Linked DNA regions of Gossypium hirsutum: region 1 is linked to region 2. Evidence: chromatin contacts called from public Hi-C data. All regions are on one chromosome and are shown on one strand. The core of a region is the stretch at or near the end of the contact, and the rest is flanking DNA. Distances in the headings are between cores, read along the strand shown. Region 1 has its middle 17 kb from the start of LOC107910726. Region 2 has its middle 30 kb from the start of LOC107910726.

The links. A called contact is a pair of places that touch in the nucleus more often than the background predicts.
Region 1: a contact with region 2 is called in a Hi-C map of leaf, with 1.6 times the contacts expected there. The contact joins two enhancer-like sites. A contact is called at or near these places in 9 of 34 Hi-C or Micro-C datasets (callus and leaf).

Annotation. Positions count from the first base shown.
Region 1 is chrD02:17,733,140-17,737,259 of Gossypium_hirsutum_v2.1, reverse strand. It overlaps the pseudogene LOC107910727. Among protein-coding and RNA genes, the nearest start is that of LOC107910726, 17 kb to the right of the region's middle. Within about 2 kb of position 2,444, at least 8 of the 9 cell types and tissues checked have an H3K27ac peak or open chromatin away from gene starts, as enhancers often do. A contact at or near this core is called in leaf, where this site is marked.
Region 2 is chrD02:17,685,344-17,689,260 of Gossypium_hirsutum_v2.1, reverse strand. No RefSeq gene overlaps it. Among protein-coding and RNA genes, the nearest start is that of LOC107910726, 30 kb to the left of the region's middle. Within about 2 kb of position 2,105, at least 3 of the 9 cell types and tissues checked have an H3K27ac peak or open chromatin away from gene starts, as enhancers often do. A contact at or near this core is called in leaf, where this site is marked.

The sequences.
Region 1 (4,120 bases), core at 1,195-3,694, 48 kb before region 2:
TTTGGTCCACACAATGGACATTAACAAAGAAACGTCAGCTGAACTAGGGTTAAGGACGACAACCAACCGTAACACTATAAATAGGCTCATTGAACAATTAAGAAAGCATCTTTTCTGTACTTGGACATTTTCCTTCAGCTTAGTTTTCCATTTTTATGTTCTTTTGTATTTAGGATTTATTTTCTAGTTTATTTTCATTCGTGTTCTTCGGGGAATCTGATTTGTGGATTCAACACAACTCTTTATGGGTCTGCACTTCACTCAAATATAATTTTAGATTCTTCTTAAACTTTTTATCTTGATCTTTTCTTTATACTTATTAATTTTATCAAGTTTATATTGTTTATGGGATCCTTGAGGAACTAATCCTCTTATGAGGGATTAGCAAGTGGGTGTGTGATTAACTAATTTCTGTGTAAGGTTTCTTAGCGGATCAACTATTTAGGATAGAACTTAAAACCTAGGTTGACAACCCTAGGAAGTCATTTAGGTGGGAATTAACCCAAAATTGGTATTGTCTATCTATGAACCCTTTACCACCAAACCAATCTGGATTGTGAGGTCGAGAGATAAGTAGTTCTTGTTGACTTGTTAGTTTAGTAGAAGATCGAGAGATCCTGCTAGGGTAACGACTAGTTGATTGAGTAGAGACCCGAGATAAGAATTAATTATGACCACCAAAGCGAGCTAATCACCCATGCTTAGATTTGATTGAGTCACATATTAGTTTTACAGCTTTTATTACTTTATGAAATTTTTTTTTATCTTCTTATAAAATCCAATTCTTTTTACTTATTGTTTTATCGTATTATAATTTATTTAAATTACTAGTTAGACCTATTTACGTTTAGGTTATTATTAATTTAGTACTCGTCTCCCTTAAGTGCAAATCTCGGAGTATTCACCTGCTTCGTTGTAAACTAAATTACAACATGACTCGTATACTTGTAGACATCGCCTCAATTCTCTACCTTTAATAGTAGTATTCATACTCCCGACGTTGGTACATTGGGAGGTGGTCACCTTTAAGTTTGAAAATGTCTATTATAGGGAAGAGACGTTTTTAAAGGATTAAATTGGTAGTTTAGAAATGATTCTAGTCTAGTAATTTGTTTATGGTAATGTGTATCACGGAGAGTTGCTCCCAAAAGAACTTGTCAATCAAGCATAAAGCCTTAAAAGCCCTTCATGATGATATACTATAAAATTTGGTCATAACTTGCCCTCTTCTTTATACACCCTTTCTAAAATTTTCTATCTATGTATTATATCATGAGCTTTAACTTATAAAACTTGAATTTACCAAGATTTATAATATCATTATTTCTAATTCAAAATAATTTTAGATAAATTTACAAATTTTTAAATATTTTGGTAAAAATATAATTTCGACAAGGTCTTAGAAAAATTGATTAATCCTAAAAACTTTTCGTTTTTTTACCCTAGAATTTCCCCTCCTTTGAACCTTAGTATTGAAGTGCTACAATAATCAAACCTTCGTGATTTTCTCCTGCATTTAATTGGTTGCAAAAACAATAATTAATAGATTTACCTTCGAAATTTAAAATATTTTAAGTTCAAAATTCATAATTATTCATCAAAATTATTATTATCCATTAAATTAATAATTTAATATTTAAAAACTCCAACTTCATTTACATTCGAAATTCATAAATCTCATATAATATAAAATATGTTTATCATAATTATCTATTAAAATATTCACAATTTTCCCATTGTTTAGTAATTGCATGACTATAAATAATTTAAACATGATTACTCTTTTCAAGTATATTTTTAAATGAATAATTTAAAAAAAATACTTATCAGAATAAAATTAGGAATTTTTAACTATTTTAAATTAAAATATTTAAATATTTAAAAATATTTTAGTCATATTAAAAAACTAGCTTGCATCCCATGTAATGCACAGATTTATTATATTTAATATAAAAAATATAATTTAAAGTATTTTTATAAAAATAGATTTATACTTAATAAAATTTTGAAATTAAAATAATAATTGATAACTAAGATTGTAAAGAAATAAAAAAATCATAGAAAAGTTTTAACAATATTTAAAAATCTTTTTACTTTATATTAAACAGTTTAAAGATAATAAGAATATTTTTGTACCTTAAAACATAAGAACTATTTTTTTATTATGTTTTAAAAACCTTGTAATTTTACATATTTTTAATTAAAATATTATACGTAATATATTAATAGTAATAACGTAATATTGTTCCTCTAGAAATTAATTAAATATTAAAAAATATTTGTTTGAAAGAAATTAAAAAGATATTTTAGTTTCTACATAAGGGTACGAAAACAAGTGTGTACAAAAAAAATGAAAAGAAAAAAAATTGGCTTGAGCCGGTCCAAGTTGGTCATGTTCTTAAACACGGCGTCGCATCGACTCGATCCCTAGGAAAAAGACGACGAATTAAGTGATCCTCAGTTACGCCCCCACACTTGAGCCATGGCTGCTCCTCTGCTTCGTAAAGGCATCCCACTGCTCCGCCTTCGGCTGCAACGATACAACCTTCTTGCAGCTGGAATCCCACCGTCTCCTAGTCGTCCTTGGTGCGCTGCTGCAGAGTCGACTGGGCTCGAAGAGGAGGTGTCCTCCGCGGAGAAGAGCAGTGCGGTGCCTAGCGTGAGGGACCCGAAGAAGTACCATATGTTGGATGATCCTGATTACAGGAAATAGAAGGATAAGGAGGAAGAGATTCTTCGTGACATCCAGCCTATCATTTCGCTCGCCAGAGAGATTCTTCACTCTAATAGGTCAGTCTCACAGCTCTTGTCATTTTCACCAGTTATTTTAGGCTCCATTTACATATCATACATTTGAATCTTTACTGATATGATTTCATATATGTATCGCTTAATTAATACAATATAGTTAATCTTTCACCCTAAACCCTAAACAAGAAAGCAAAAGTAATAAAAGCAACTTGAATTTCTAATGTCTTAAAAGTTTAGTCCCATATTTATGCTGATTAACTTGAATTTCTAACAAATGGTCAAGCTTGGCATGGTTGCGTTGCAGTTGCTTCTTTTGCGATTAGAGTAGGAACTTGTTCAATCTTGTGGATAAATCTTTAATGCTTTCAAAAACATTGCTTTCTATTGCTTGGATGAAAATTATACTTCCTGTTGCTTGGCATGGTTGCGTTGCAGTTGCTTCTTTTGCGATTAGAGTAGGAACTTGTTCAATCTTGTGGATAAATCTTTAATGCTTTCAAAAACATTGCTTTCTATTGCTTGGATGAAAATTATACTTCCTGTTTGTATTTAAAAGAAGTTGTTTAAGTAGGAATGTGGAGTCTAATGGTGTCAGCAAAAGAGCTTTTTAATGTCGCCTAACCATCTTCTTGCCTGCCATTCAAAACACTGCCGCTAAGTTTCCTATATCAGTCTCCGAGGTTATCTTCTCTTATCAAGGACAGAAGAAGATGAAGGAAGAACTGGGATGTTGTATCCATTGGCTGTACGGACATTATAATCCAATTTTATATTTTACCCAAATTAGTAATGGAAAGAGAGAACACCATCAAATAAATTGCAGAGAATAATTTTCTGTCTGATTGCGTTATATATGTGCTAGAATCAAGTAGGTAGACTGTAGCTGCAGCTATTTTTACATCTTATGAAAATTCGGGAAACCAAATAAATAAGCAAAAACGGAACTCTCTAAATTGTCTTAAATTTTCAATATGTTAAACATCCCTTCTGAGGTTATTATGGAAAATATTCTCCAGAGTGGTAAGCTAGCTACATTTAGAAAAATTACTAATGAAATTAAGTTTTGACATAGAACCTATGATTTACACCACTAATAGAAAATCAAGCTAACATTTTTGAGATACTTTTTGGATGAAGCAGTTAATAAGTTGAATCAGTGTGTCTATACAGTGCAACAATGTTAAATATTAGTCAACTTCGTCAATGATTCTTCCTTCTAATTATTTTTCTCCTATTCTTAGGTATAAGGATGGGGAAGGATTAACTGTTGCAGATGAGGAAGCTGTAGTAGATATGCTTCTTCGTTATCATCCACATTCTGAAGATAAAATTGGATGTGGACTTGATTCTATTATGGTGAGTTTCTGTT
Region 2 (3,917 bases), core at 856-3,355:
CAAGAAATCTGCCAAACAACAAAAATATTTAACACAGGTTAATCTAAACACCAGAAAATATTAGCTTTTTCAAAAAAATAAATTATTTTTCGAGAATCATTTTCAATAAAACAAACTCAACCTAATTTAGATTAAATTTAAGGTGGAGAACATGTAAACGAGGATAACTGTTTTCAATATTATAGTTTCGGCCCACAAAATTTGAACCAAAATGTTGGCATTTAATTACCCTTTGTAGTTTGTTCTTTCTCCCAAACATTTCAATGGTTGGCACTACTATCATGATATAATTTATGTCGCATACGATGTTATTGAAGGGCGGCGGAAGAAACTGTAAACCTGCAGGCTAATGCAGCCAGCTATGTACGTTGCCAATTATAGTCTAGTATAGGTTTGGCCCTCTGTTTTTTTGCAATTAACTTTGCCTATTGTAATTTGTGCTATGTCGATTATATACAATCAAACTCCTAATGTGGACGGCTCATGAACTCATTGTAATGCTTTAACATGCGTACGTAAGTAGTAGTAGTATTAATGCAAGGATAAATTTTTTCGATCTTTTGATGGAAAATGTGTTTTCAAAGAATGGTCGAACTTGGGGACCTCAAAAGCCTTGGCCAAAAATTATTGAATGAACCACGCCAGTGCCACTAGATTCAAACACAGATGTGGACAATATAAGAAATGGACACATGAACCACTGTTGCCAAAATTTAATGTTAAATCATTTTGATGCTGATCTAGCTGCTTAAACAGCATTTGAAACTAATCAAGAGTTTGTATTAAACAGTGAGGAAAAGATAAAAAGAAAAGCCAATGGCAGTCAATAAGTGTTTGTGACATAGTTGGGGGTACAGTGGTCCTAGTGATAGGCTTCTTACCTGCAAAATTCAGGCTGAATTTCAACCCTAGTTGGCAGTGGGGTCTTATGGGATTACCGTTAAAAGCCAATACAAGCTATCTGTGAATGAAATTTAGGCCTCAATTACCCCTCTATATGGGCAAAAAGAAAGCACCATTGGTAGATTTTTTTTTTTTTGGTTTAGGGCATTAGGGGGTCAATACTGCCACCCAAGTCATTTAATATTGGCGGCAAAAACCAACCAATCTCTGGGTCTAATTTGGCAAAACCCAGAGTGTGCAACCCTACCCTATCTCTTATGTTCAGAGACTGGAATTGATGTTGGAGTTGAATGTAATGATAAGGGTATGAACATCATTCTATTTTGGTTGCATTTGTACCAATGGATAACAACTTCTAAATATCCATCCAACTTATATAACATTAATGCCCAACATCTCAATGTATCTCACTATCTCCTATCTGTTTCCCTTTACTCGTTCTCACTTGAGTTTATCATAATTGATATTAAAAATTAAAAAAATAAATAAATGAGACTAATGACAATTTCATAGAGTTAAAAAACCTCCATCGCATATACACTATAAAAAAAGTAATAGTTTAGGAAGAGTTAAAACTGATTGTATGGATCATTTTGGCAATCATCTCGCCTTTTAAATTTTGTATAATATTTCAGGTTGAACTCGTGAGCATATTATGTCTACAAGTTTAGGTAATTCTCGTTTAAAAGAAGTATTACATTTTATGTGCTAATAAATATTTACTATTTATTTTACAAGCTGGCACCAAGGATCTCAGAGCACCACCCAAATATATTTTATAATATAAAAATAAATATTTTAGGTTTAAAATAGTGAAAATAAATTAAAATTTTTATATATATTTTTTCAAAATATATCATATAAAAGTTATTGATTTTTTTTATTTACTTGAAAATTTATTATTCTTTAAAAATATTTATGAAAATGATTTTAAAACTTTGTCAAATAAAATTCAAAAACTGTAAAACGAAACTCATTTTACTAAAATAAAATTAAAATACAAAACAAGAAAAGATTAATACGAGACAAGTGAGAATCAAACCAAACCAAAATTACAATAAACTATTGGAAAAATTCCAAAAACCTCACTTAGGCGAGTTGGGTGGGCGGGTAACCAAGTCCAAGAGATTTGGGTCTACACATATAGTGTGATAGTTGGTGCACGTCAATGTTAGCCATTTGCAGCAATTGATGGGCCTAAAAGAAATTATAGTCAAACCAAGTTTTGCTTTAACATTTCGAAATTCTCTCTTCAGCCGAAAGTCCCCATCTACTTTCTCCTAAATGAATTTTGGGGTCTATGCTCTATGGGCTATAGCATAAGTTGCACCTTTACCCCTAATCCATGGTTATTGGTTAATCCATTCAACTTTTTGAAGTTTCAAAGGCTTTATGAAAGACGTTAAATGACTGACATTTTAAAGTTGGAAATAACTACTCTACTTTAGTAATTTTTAAGTGGTTGTATCATTTTCTGAAGAAAAATTGAAAATTAACCCCAATTAGGTTACTTGGGTTTATGAAATATAAATTTAAAAATGAGAATTGCTCGAAGCTTAATCGAATTCTATTCTTTATTATATAAATATAAATATAAATATAAATATTTTATATTTAAAATAGTGAAAATAATTTAAAAGTTCTTGAAAAATTATTATTTTTTAGAGATATTTATGATTTTTTTTGAAACTTTGTCAAATAACATTGAAAAAAGTCATAAAACATAGTTCATTTTGTCAAAATAAGTCTAAAAATCCAAAACAAATAATTAATATGAAAAACTAAAAATTGAACCAAACCAAACCGAATTATGATAGATAGTTCAAAAAATCTAAAAAACCTAACCAAACGGAACTGATATTACCCCTAATTGATGGTGCATCATTTTGTTTTTTTTTTCTTAACGCAAATTGATACTTAAATTATACCTTTTTTTTCCATCTATTTACCTAAACCCTTTTTTGGTCATAAGTGATACCTAAACTAATTTTTTCCCCAAATTGGTACCTTGGTACCTAAATTATTATTATTTTTCTCATTTTGATACCTAAACATTTTTTTGTCATAAGTAGTACCTAAACTATTATTTTGTTACTCATTTTGCACCAAAATGTTATATTCGTTAAAAAAATCAATGAATAAACTTAACAAATATTTTTAATTATTTGATTTCACTTTTTTTTCTTTTACATTATTTTTTTTATTTTTTTAATTTTTCCTTTTGTTTTCCTTTCTTCTTATTTTATAATGTTTGGTAATACCAACAATACTCAAAATTTGACCTCTCAAGGTCGACATGTCAGTCATTAATTCCATTTTTAAATATTTTTTTTGTTTTTATGATTTTTCAGTATTTGATCAAACTGGAATTCGTGGCTTGATCAGTTCAACCATCGGTTTGATTCTGAATAAATAAAAAATAAAAAATAAAATGAATAAATACATATGTAAGAGAAAATAAATTTTTTTCTTTTTTTCCTTATGTCATTTTTTAAGTGTTTATTTTTTTTATTGAAATAGACTTAATTGTTTAACTAACTATTAAACCATCAGAGTACCACCAATTTGAGAAAAAAAGTTAGTTTAAGTACCACTTGTAACCAAAAATAAAATTTAGGTGCAAAAATGAAAAAAACATAATTTAGATACCAATTTGTAGGTTAAGCCTTTTTTAAGTAGACTTAAAGATTTGATTAACGGAGGTACTAATTTGAAAAAAAAAGTAGTTTAAGTACGAATTGTGACAAAAATTTGGATACTAAAATTGAAAAAAAGTATAATTTAGATACCAACTTATATGTTAACTTTTTTTTTTTGGTAAAATGAATTGAAAAATTGATGGAAGGTAATGACAAACACCTTTTCACTTCTTTGGCACTATGACATAATTGGAGAAATGGAAATTTGAGTATGAAAATTTGAGAATAAGTATTAGAATGCAATACTATTAACGTATTACTAATATGCATCGGCAAATTTGTGGGGCGGGGGGAGGGAATTGCAATTTGGTTCAG